Regions from separate parts of the Oryctolagus cuniculus genome. Here region 2 is linked to region 1. Evidence: chromatin contacts called from public Micro-C data. All regions are on one chromosome and are shown on one strand. Each heading gives the region's core, a stretch centred on a gene start, on an enhancer-like site or on the middle of the called end of the contact. The rest is flanking DNA. Distances are from core to core; before and after follow the strand shown. Region 1 overlaps FAM13A (family with sequence similarity 13 member A). Region 2 overlaps FAM13A (family with sequence similarity 13 member A).

The links. A called contact is a pair of places that touch in the nucleus more often than the background predicts.
Region 2: a Micro-C map of ear pinna shows a contact between it and region 1, with 6 times the contacts expected there. The contact joins two enhancer-like sites. A contact is called at or near these places in 6 of 6 Hi-C or Micro-C datasets (ear pinna, embryonic fibroblasts, liver and 3 more).

The regions. Positions count from the first base shown.
Region 1 is chr8:76,601,801-76,607,732 of mOryCun1.1, forward strand. The region is part of intron 2 of FAM13A (family with sequence similarity 13 member A); the gene reads left to right. Among named protein-coding and RNA genes, the nearest start is that of FAM13A, 70 kb to the left of the region's middle. Within about 2 kb of position 3,536, at least 2 of the 8 cell types and tissues checked have an H3K27ac peak or open chromatin away from gene starts, as enhancers often do. A contact at or near this core is called in ear pinna, where this site is marked.
Region 2 is chr8:76,820,644-76,826,575 of mOryCun1.1, forward strand. The region is part of intron 7 of FAM13A (family with sequence similarity 13 member A); the gene reads left to right. Among named protein-coding and RNA genes, the nearest start is that of NAP1L5, 120 kb to the right of the region's middle. Within about 2 kb of position 3,283, at least 8 of the 8 cell types and tissues checked have an H3K27ac peak or open chromatin away from gene starts, as enhancers often do. A contact at or near this core is called in ear pinna, where this site is marked.

The sequences.
Region 1 (5,932 bases), core at 2,286-4,785:
ACCTAAGTGTGACTACTGAAAGTGTTTGGTGTTGATGTAATGCATGGTCTTTTTTATTTTTTTAGGACTTATTTATTTGAAAGGCAGAGTTTCATATATACACACACACACACACACACACACACACACACATATATATATATAGAGAGAGAGAGAGAGCGCACAAGCGAGCAAGCTTCCATCTACTGGTTCATTTCCCAGATGGCTACAATGGCCTGTGGCTGGACCAGGCTCAAGCCAGGACCAAGGAGCTTCACCCGGGTTTCCTGTGTGTGTGGCAGGGGCCCATACTTGGGTCATCATCTGCTACTTTACCAGGTGCATTTCTATGGAGCTGGATTGGAAGTGGAGTAGCCAGGACTCAACTAGTATTCCTATGGGATGCTGGCATCACGGGTGGTGATCTAACCAACTGTACCATAATGCCGACCCATATTCCGTGTTCTTTTCTCCAAAGTTGACTGAGCATATCATGCAAAACTATTTATATTTTCACTTTTTAAAGCCATGTATTCAGTCAGTCGCCCAAATATGTGGGTTACACATTTTCAGATTCTACCAACTGCAGATTGAAAATACTTGAAAAAATTGAGTCTTTGCTGACATGAAGACTTTTTTTGGTCACTGTTGCCTGAACAATAGTAGCTCTGTAGCATTTCCACTGTATTAGATAATTGTAATCTAGAAGCTACGAAGCATACATAGGAGAATTTGCAGAGCTGGCATGAAGATGCTCTCCTATGTTATTGAAGGGTTCTTGTGCAGCCCTGGATGTGGCTGTCTTGGGGGAAGGGTTCATATTGCATAAAAAGCTTTACTTATCTTTAACTCTTTCACCTCTTCTACACACTGTTGCACTGTACATGTCCTATCTTTATGCATTGGACTTATTGCAGTCTTGCTGTTTCTAAGTAATGGTTCAGTGGTAAACTTTGAATGTGCGTCATGTCAAGCATGTATGAGTGCGTCTGTCTGTCTCGAACTACTAGAGGTAGGCTGGTGCGTGTGTAGTCAGCTCTGCAGCGGCTGAGCCAGTTTGTGTGCACATCATCATCGTGCGGGAACCTTGGCAAGACAGGCAGTAAGGCATGGCTTTCTCCACCCTCCCCCATCTGTCTAGCATACTTAGTTACACTCTACTAGGGTATATGCAGGTAATGCTGCCCAAACGCTCTAGTAGGCTAACTTGGCCATTCTTCAGTAGGGATGTGAAGTAGAGTTCCTAATTGAGTGTTGTCAAAATACACCTGCCTTGGCAACACCTGGTCTGAATCAGAATCATGACTGGGCAGGCTGGGCTAGGACCTGGCACCTGCATCTTGACTGTGTAGCGAGTTACTATGTACTGAACTGGAAATTCCTTCCTCAGGTTGAAGCTATCATTAATAAACCAAGGAACCCATGTACATTAGAAGGGGGGCATGAAGCTTAAGGACAAGATACTTCACTCCCTGTTATTCTTTATATTCTTTAGTAGTGTCTTCGAGTCAGCAAATATTTATTATATACCTGTGATATAGTCCACACTCTGTCAGAAATAGGGATGATTGGTCACATAATTTAATCAGAGGGAGATATTTTGATCTTAAACTGCATTTACAGGAAATAAAAAATTAACTTTTTTTAAAAAAAGACTGACTTATTTGAAAGTAACAGAGAGAGAGAGAGAGAGAGAGAGAGAGAGAGAGAGAGATATCTTCCATCCCAAATGACTGCAACAGCCAGGGCTGGGCTGAAGCCAGGACTTTATCTCGTCTCCCACATAAGTGGGAGAGGTCAAGAGAGACAGGACATCTTTCACTGCTTTCCCAGGCACATTTATTAGGGAACTGGATCAGAAGTGGAGCAGCCAGGACTTGGACTGGAGTGTATGTGGGATGCCAGCTCTGTAGACAGCTTAACCTGCTGCCCCACAGTGCCGGCTCCAACTTTAACAACTTGACATGAGAGAAATTTAGCACAGAAGGTCTTTACATAAATGATGTTTTTTTAATTTAAAATTATACAACTTACAATGCATTCCCTCTTTAAATTACTTTATAATTATTCGTCCTTCTTAGCATTAAGATATGGGTTACGCCATTTGGACAGTGTAGGATTCTCCATTGACCACCAGGTGGCAGAATGTGCTCATGTTTTGTCTAAGTGCTGGGCCAAATGTGCCATTTGGCAAATGGTGACTTGGGGTGTATTTAGTTTCATACGATTTTTTTTTTAAATTTATTCATTTGATAGTCAGAGTTGCAGAGAGGCAGGGGCAGAGAAAGAGAAAGGTCTTCCATCCTCTGGTTCACTCTACAAATGGCCGCAACAGCTGGAGCTGTGCTGATCCCAAGCCAGGAGCCAGGAGCCAGGAGCTTCTTCCGGGTCTCCATTGTGGGTGCAGAGCCCAAGGACTTGGGCCATCTTCTGCTGCTATCCCAGGCCATAGCAGAGAGCTGGATCAGAAGAGGGGCAGCCAGGACTTGAACCAGCATCCACATGGGATGCTGGTACTGCAGGCGGCAGCTTTACCTGCCACAGCGCTGGCCCCTATTCATACGATTTTGAAATAAAAAATCTCAGTTGTACCAAAAAGTAGCTATCGGTGGTATAGCTGTGAAGATATACAACTTTTCTGTCATTTCTAAGCCCTCATTAAGTTGTGGTTTCGTGGTGATTAACTGTGTCTTCCAAAATCAAGGATAAGAGGATCTCAGAAATGGAAGAGGGTAGCAATTTCACGAAGCCATTTCATGATCTTCAGAACATGGCTGGTACAGTCATAACTTCCTAAAACTTTAGGGTAGGAAAAGTCAGAGATTATATAGTCTGGTCAGCCTTAGATGGGAAATGGAAATATTATAGAATCACAAGAGACTTTTTAAAACTGGGTGGATTCTGTCTCCCAGGGTGATAGGCCCACATAAGCGTCCCCTGGTTGGAGAACCCTGAGTGTCATGAGCACTGCTTTGGGTGGGGGTGGGGGGGAGTTGTGCTGGTAGTGGCGTGGAGGCAGAAGTGAACGTCCGAGAAGCCCTGACGTCGAGACTTCCAGCCCTGACTTGTCTCTGCCAGTGTGGCCCGCTGGGATCCGCAGCCTGGAGGACCACAGGCTGTTCTTGGAGCGGAGCAGCTATTTTGAAATTGCTGGAAGTGTGTTTATTTGAGGAAAGGTTAAAAAAAGAACACTGTTGGGAGAGAAAGCCTAAGGTCACAGTTAGAAAAACACTGTGTGAGCGACAGACCCAGGCGCATTTGCTGGCCAAACACAGAAGGCAGCGTTAGGCTCAGGGGCTGGGTAAGCACAGGAGCAGGACAGAGAATTCTCGATTCTCAAGACTTGGGCTTGGGCCAGGGCTGGTGTGCTCCCTCTGTGATGCCAGCCTGTGTTTGAGTTAAAGGCAAACCTCTGAGGCGGGCTTTGGGCTCAGTGGTCAAGCCACTGCTTGGGACACCCACATCCTGATCCATAACGTTGACTGCCTAGTTCAAGTCCTGGGTGCTCTCTTCTCATTCAGCTTCCTGCTAATGTGCCTCCTGGGAGGCAGCAGATCATGGCTCACGTCCTCGGGTCTCTGCTCCCCACTGGGAGACCCGGATGGAGTTCTTGGCTCCTGGCTGCAGCCTGGCCCAGACCTGGCTGGTAGAGTCATTCGGGGAGTGAACCAGTGGATGGAGGATCTCCCTGTGTCTGTGCCTTTCATATTAAAATAAATAAGTATGGCCAGCGCTGTGGCTCACTAGGCTAATCTTCCAACTAGGGGCGCTGGCACACAGGGTTCTAGTCCCGGTCGGGGGCCAGATTCTGTCCCGGTTGCCCCTCTTCCAGGCCAGCTCTCTGCTGTGGCCAGGGAGTGCAGTGGAGGATGGCCCAAGTGCTTGGGCCCTGCACCCCATGGGAGACCAGGAGAAGCACCTGGCTCCTGGCTTCAGATCGGCACAGCACCGGCCATAGTGGCCATTTGGGGAGTGAACCAACAGAAGACCTTTCTCTCTGTCTCTCTCTCTCACTGTCCACTCTGCCTGTCAAAAATAAAATAAATAAAATAAATAAATAACAAATAAACCTTTGTGGAATGGAGCAAACAGATCATGAAGACTTTAAATGATTAAGCTGAGTGTCACATTGTACCCAATGGTCTATAGGTTTAAGGGAATGGTGTGTATTTGTTGTCCATTGCTGCATAACTAAATTACTCCCTGCCTGGTGCCAAATAGTAGACGAAAATGTCAATTTTATTATTCCATAATTTCTGCGAGTCAGTAATCTGGGCACAGCTTAGCCATGGTTTCTGTCTTTGGGTCTCTTCCAAGGCTGTGTTCGTGGTGTAGTCCCATCAGGACAGATGTGGGAGATTCTCTTTCATGCGCATTCATATGGCAGTTGTCAGGGTTCGGTTCCCTGTGGGTGTTGGCCTGAGGCTCTCACTTATTCACTGGTCATTCACCAGAGGCGACCCTCAGTTCCTTCCCTCTGGAACTTTCCATAGGGTCATTGACAATACAAATAGTTGCTTTATCAGAGAGAGAACCAGCAAGATGCATCACTGCAGTCATTTTAACCTAATCGGAGATGTGACATCCAGTGACATTTGCTGTATTCTGTCGGGAGGAGCCACACACTAGGTGTAGCCCACACTTGAGTGCAGTGGATTACAGATGGTGCTAAGAGGTGGGGATCAGAGAGTCGATTTTGGAACCTGCCCACCACACGCAATGACTGGTATCTCTTCTGATTAGATGGTGTCCTGGCCATATTGATTGTTAAATGTTTTTAATACCATGCTTGGTATCACGGTTTTTCTTAGAATTGAAGCTAAAAAATCCATGTCAATTGTGATATTGATGTTCTCATGGCCGAATCATGCATACGTAGGGAAGAACACAACTATCTCACCAGGCTGCAGGTTCCAAAGGGTAATGATAGTGTTTGAGTTTTTTTTTCTACTGATTGATACTTAAAATTTGTATTACTTATTTTTATTTCTTTAAATGGGAGAGAGAGGAAGAGATCTTCCATCTGCTAACTCACTACCCAAATGCCTGCAACAGCCAAGGCTGGGCCAGGCTGAAGCCAGGATCTTGGAACTCCATCTGGGTCTCCTTTGTCTGTTGGGAGACCCAAGTGCTTAATCCGAGTATCACTGCCACCCAGGGTACACATTAGCAAGAAGCTGGGTCAGAAGCAGAGCCAAGGCTCAGTCCCAGTCACTCTGATACGGAATACAGATGTCCTGGTGACATTGGGAGGTGATTAGGTCAAGGGGACTCTGCTCTCATGATTGGATTTCATGCCATTATTGTCAGAGCAGGTTGCTATAAAAATGGAGAATTTGCCCCCTTCACTCTCTCTCCCTACCTCTTACCTTCTGCATGATAAGGCAACCAAAAGGCCCTGGGAAGACGCTCGCACCTTGGCTGATACTGGACTTCCCAGCCTCCAGAGTTGTGAGCATTTACACTTCTAATCATCATAAATTACCCCTCTCAGATAGCCAGGCCTGAACTGAGCCCTGGCCTCCTGGTCTTGGCCTTGTCCAGCCCTGGCTGTTACAGGCGTTTGGGGGAGTGAGCTGACACATGGAAGATCTCTCTCTCTTTCTGTCTCTTTCTACCTTTCAAATTAATTAACTAATTAAAAAAATTACAACAAGAGTTTTGGAGAAGGCAAACATTCAAAGCAGAGTAGGCCCTGATGCCTGAGCTCATCAGTTTCCCCTGACCTGGGCCCTGGCCCGTCCGTTTTCTCATGCTTCAGCCAAAGGTCACATTTGCCTCCTTGGCGAAGCCTTCTCTGCTGGTCTCCGCTGAGTGACAGCCTTATTAGCTGACTGAGGGAAGGAACTTGTCTTTCACCAGTTCTTTATCTCGTAGAGTCTGGAACTTTGAGTTTGATTACCAAAGAAGTGCAGCAATACGGAAGATTCTTCCATACACATCAGTTTTTAAA
Region 2 (5,932 bases), core at 2,033-4,532, 220 kb after region 1:
AGAGACAGGACCAGGCAGTCAGAAGATTTGCTCAAAGCAAGAAGATAGAGTGAAAATGACTCATGATTTGAATCTGGTTCATAAAGAGAGAGAGCATCGTTAACAAAAAGAACAGGAGGAGGAAAAATTGGAAATCAGATACAGTGAGGTCTAGGGATGGTAATACTAACAATTACTGAGCGTTTGCACTTTGCCAGGAACTGCTGTTTTGCATGCACGATAGCATTCATTGCTCAGAGCTCCTACAGTCCTTGCCTTGTGTGCTGTGCCTGTCCATGGGAGACTCAGACCAGCAACGGCATCCCAGAGCCCTAGCCATTGAATGCCTGTATAGAACAGTGTTGGCTTGGAGGCAGGAGTGAAAGGCAAGGAAAGACAGAATGGTGACCAGGGAAGTTTGGAGAATTCCTAGGAAAAATCACAGAGAACCAAAGACTCTGAGAAACCTGAAGGTGGGCATCTAAGAAACTTTCAGAAAAGGAAGAGGATCTAAGAAAAGTATTCAGATTTATTGACCAGAAGAGCATTGGTGGCCTTCAGAGCATTTCAGGAGCCATGAAGTCCACAGTCCCCTGTCATGGGGTGAAGTCCTCGTTGCGTAATGGCTCAGGAGCCAGAAGCTGCGGGGGTAGCTTCTAGGGAAATGCCTCTGCGGGAAGGAAGTGAGGGTGCAGCACAGGGTCAGAGGGCCAGTCTGCTGGGGAAGACTCTTCACGCTCATATGCCTGGTGAAGAAGCAGCAGGCAGCAGGAGGCAGGTGTAACCCGAGGGAGAGACCAGGTTTCTTCCAGAGGAAAGAGGAAATAGTGGGATCCAGTCCACAGCGGAGAGGCTTGGCCCCTATGACTGAGCACCCTGTCCCCTAGGCACGCCAGAAGCCAGGTGAAAGGAGGCCAGGGGAGGTGGGCATGGGAGTGTGAGCCGGGCAAAGGAGACCCAAGGCGCCCAGTCTGTCGGTCTGCAGGGAGGCGAGGTCAGCGGTGACTAAGCGAGGTCAGGTCTGTGGCACTGGAGAGCCCCAGCGCTTGCTGTGGGAGTACAATGAATAGCCAGGGGAAGATAATGAACAAAGGTTGCCACACTGGCCTGTGGTTCACGTGGAGGTTAAATATGAATTTGTAGTGTAACTAGTTGCCAGGGCTATGTGACTTGCTTTTGCAACGTTCAGCAGTCTGGCGAGAGACAGCCCAGCTGGCAGGATTTATAGAGGGTGAAGACGTGGCGGATCCTGGTGAACCCACTTTAGAAGTAACCCAGTGCAGCTGAGAGTCATGGCCATGCCTGTTTGGAGAACCTGCATGCGAGTTGGCTTGGGTGCAGGTTAGTTAGCCTCTGCAGACATTGCGGAGCCGCCGGAGCTAAGGAGAAAGCTCCTTGTGAAGGTGGAAGGTCAGGGAGAGAGAGGTCTGGGCGCTCCCAGAGAGAGCTCCGTGGGGAAGGAGGGTAGCAGAAATGCGGTGGGAGTGTCAGCATCTGAGAACGTAGAAGTGACAGAGGCCAGGGGGTGGCACTCCCCTGCCTGCCTGTGAAGAACTGAGGTGCGGATGTCGGAGGTGGAAATGACCGAGGTATAGGGGAGCCAGGACTCCGGCAGGGAGTGTGGTAGAAGGAAGGGGCAGCAAGCCCACTACAGATTCATAAATGCTCATCAAGTAACACCGAAAAAAAAAAAACCAGCAGAAATTATGATTTAAAAAGAGACTTGAAAAGGCATGTTATTATTGAGTTAGATCATTAGCGGATTTAAGAAAAGACTGTTGACATTCTAACTCTAATGTGGCATGTTAGAAGACTGTTAATAGGAAGACTTAATTTACCAGCAGATAACCTTGAAATGAGAAGTGACTGTGAGTTGTCATTTCATTTCATGTGTTGGATGTAAATGGTTGTTCAATTGAATGTATTAAGCAAGGTTTAAAGGCATTTCAAAAAATAAAACCTACGTAAGCATACAGAGCCAACGTATTGTGAGTAGAGAATCAAATTAGAATTGGCAATCTAGACTCAAAAGAGGAATATGGACAGTTTCAATTATACATTCTGGACTTAACCCCTGTTGTTGTAAGAGGCTGCTTCTGGCTATTGATAGCCTATCACAGTCTGGACATGGTTTCGGGATGATTCAGCTGTTTTCATGGACGTGATAGATGACTTAGATAAGGAGAATATTCTCCTTAGCAGATTTAGCACAGGGACATGAACATCTTCCAACAGAGCCTTGTGTTCTACATTCATCATTATGTGAGGTCCATAGAAAAAAATCTGGGAAAGACCACAGGTGAGGAAGACACGCAAGCCCCCTTGCTTCTGAACGCCATGGACTCCGGGCTCTGTGGCCTTTCACCTACAGAAGTGATTCTCTGGGCGGTGCCGGAGCTTGAGAACTCTCAAGGCAGGAAAGAATCTGCTGTGAACGTGTTTCTGAGATGCTCCTTGCCGCGTATGCGTATGAGATCTGTAGATTGGCGATTGTCTTCCCAAAAAATCACCTTCGTCTTTCATTACTGAGGACGAGGTTACAGGGACAATGGGGACCATTTAACAAGCATTTAGAAGACCTTAGGGGAAAACTGATTTTGTGTTACCTATGCAAAAACAAAAAACAACCTCAGAATGTACTTGATATCCATGAAGGAAAATGTGTAAAGGAACACATTCAATTTCGTTAAGAACAAAAGGCAGAATAACAAGGGAAACTAACTTCCCTAAGAGGAGACTCGGAGCCCTTGAGAACTTGGGCAGGTCCCCCAGGCACAGTGCTCCCCAGAAGTGTCAGCCCTGCGCCCTGGATGATGTCACAGTGGTGACTAGTCACCACCACCGCAGTGTAAACAAACATCAGCAGGAAATAATGTGGGTAGGGCCAGGGTCTGGGAGCATGCCTTCCTTCTAGAAAAGTCTCGTGCCTTCCAAGGCTAGCGAATTTTGCTTTTTTGCACTTGGCTTTTCTAAGGAAGAAAGGCAACATGGCAGAGCCCTTGCCTTCTGCTACAGAAAGCTTTGGTTTCAGAGGCAACGTCTTCCCTTGACAAATGGGTTTCCTTGCTGGCAGCCTCCGCGGTGGGGAGAAGCAGAGGATTCTGCCTTCTCGCTCCAGTTATTGGTTGTCTGACAGGCTTGTCTGGGGAACTGCTCAGAGGAAAGTTTCAAGTTACTAGAACGAGGCAAGCCCACTGAGGAGCAGGAGCAGCGGCGGCAGGAGCGGCAGGAGGAGGAGGCAGAGGAGGAGGGGAGGAGGAGCGCTTTAGCTCTGCAGCAGCTGCCCCTCTGATTGGCTGGGCGATTCAGCTGCTTCCCTGGAACAAAAGGTCAAAGTGGACTGCAGTGTACATGTAGAGAGGCAGCCGATAAAACAGCATTTCCCGGGAGAGTTTGGAGGCTGAGAGCGGCACCGCACTGCACACTGCAGAGCGAGTCCTTCCTCCAGCCTCCAGCCGAGAGGTGCAGCCTGGCGCCCAAGCCCACTTAGCCACTGGGAGAAGACGGTCTCTGCACAGGCAGCCCAGCTGGTCTGGCCGGGGACGAGACAGCTGTGAGCCTCTCCTGCACATTTCCATGCAAGAATGGCTTGCGAAATCATGCCTCTGCAAAGGTAGCATTCTTCCCTGTCGGTTTTGTTTTTGCTCTGTTCTGTGCGAAGGTTTTTCCGGACAGTAGAAAGCCCTGTAACTTGGCCAGCACTTGGCATCTTCTGGTACGGGGCTGCAGACTGGGGACAGTCCCTTGTGTCCTTACTGTTCTTACACTTCACTAATGTTCTACTCCTCTGCTGACATTTCTGCCCCATTTCTTATCTGTTTCCCTGGGTCACTGTGCTCAGTTCTATCTTCCTTTGGATGGAAATACCTGTAAGAAAATACCTCTGAAATCTAAAGGAAAGAATAGCCTGAGGAATATATTGAGGTTTAGAGAACTCAATCAGGGTTTCCACTAAGGCTATTTTAAAGGATGTTGGCAGGCTGATGACCTTTTTAAAATGTTTTTTTAGGATCCCTCTCTTCCAGAGTTTGGAACCAGGCGGAGATTTTTCTAGCTGTACATACTTCACAATAAGTGGACTGGTTACACAAATGACACTGCAAAAACAAAACAAAACGTGGTGTGTAAGAATGATTGAGTTGAAGGCTCTGGTTTTGCTCATTAATGATTATAATGTGTACGGGAGGTGTGGTGAGCAGTTGTAGGAAAGCAGGAAAAGATCATTTTAAACAAAGGAGCTTGTTGTAAGAGAATCAAGTGTCCTGGAATGTTCAGGTCACCCCGTGATGACTGAGTCTACCTCTTTCACAACAGGGAAACCGAGGCCCGGAGAAAGTTGCAGAGTTGCCCGAGGACATTTTATGATTTTTTTTTAAACTACCTTTGTGGCTCCTAAGATCATATTTCAATGTCAGCTGCAGTACATTTGAGTCCTGAAATGCTTCACTTAAGGAAATTATCAAAGGTGTTAGTCCTGAAAATGATGTAGAAAGTGCTTAATATGGTTTGTTTATGAACTGACAAAAATCTAGACAAAAAGGAATTTCATTGTTATAAATGATGCCACAAATATTGCACTAAATATTTATGTTTTAATTAGGCTGGAAAAAAATGTTTATATGTGGAGTGGTTCCTACAGGTATTTATTTACTGTGAGATAAAGCAGCATTGTCTTTCTCTCACTGCACTGGTGAGGGCACTGTAATGGCAACTTGATGGAGATGTGCAGAGACTTCCTTTTCTAATGATCCAAGGAAGCAAAATGTGGTTTATGGAGAGATCTGAAATTTTTCTGCATGAATGTCGCGAGAAGGTTCTCATGCTTGAAGCTCCCCAGAGACCAGTGTTAATAGACACCTTTTGGAGTCTTGATTTAGTGTCTAACTATAAAGTTGGGTGCTTCTTTTTTCTTATAATGACATCAGTTTTTAAAGGTCTTATGCAAGTTGTATCTCAGGCAAGAAAGATTACTGACTATGACTGACCTCTGTAGTAGCAACTTGATAATGATTATTCAAGAAGAAAATGGGACTTTATACAGCTAATACATTGTTTCGGCAGTTTAAAAAGCGAAAGGAAAATCAGAATTTTGCATTGTTTGTCATTATTAATGAACATATCGGGAATAAATCCAGGAATAAGTGGAATTTGCCTTCTGGAATGCAGAATCCCTCCTTTCGTTTCTTTGCATTACTGCACAGTCACCCCTGTGCCCGTTCACGGCCACAGCGTTTCCCTAGCTCTTAGGGTTTAATTTGCTTCCCCAACAGCCTTCACTTCTAGCACATGCCTGTCTGTAGTGTGGGTTTCTTCATTAAGGATCCCTTGTGAATGTAAAGCATTTATGCAGAAAACCTTCCTGCTCCTACATGTAATTGTTTCTCCAGACCCCTCTCTGTATCTGTGACCAGGATTCCCTTAGCTCTCCTGCTGGTAGCTGTTGCCCCTGCCCATGATGCTGCCTGCAGCAGGAAAGGAGCAGAGCCTTGGCACTCTGTGTGTGTGAGTCACAGAACCGGTGCTTTCTTCCATTCTGTGTAAGAGCACCAAGAGACTGGAACCGGAACTGAGAGTGGATGAGTAAAGAAAAGCTTTGATACCACTTAAGGAAATTCCTGCTCACCACTTGTATTGCACAGAAAGGTCACTGCTTTCGAGGTGCGCGAGAGTGACCTGCAGAGCTTACTTTTAAAATCAAGTCTTTCCTGCTGCCCTTCTTTCCTAGATTTCAGTGAATCGAGCCTGGAAGCAGCAGGGAGAAATCTGCATTTTCCCAGACTCCTTAAAAGCATATCTGATACAGATGGGCCACGCTTGAGCACACACTGATCCAAATTCGAGTTAATGATTGCCACTTGTATACAGCTATGGACAGCTGGGATATATCGGAATCGAATGCCATACTACTCTGACACTCAAAGAGCATATTTAATAACATGACATCACGTAAGGT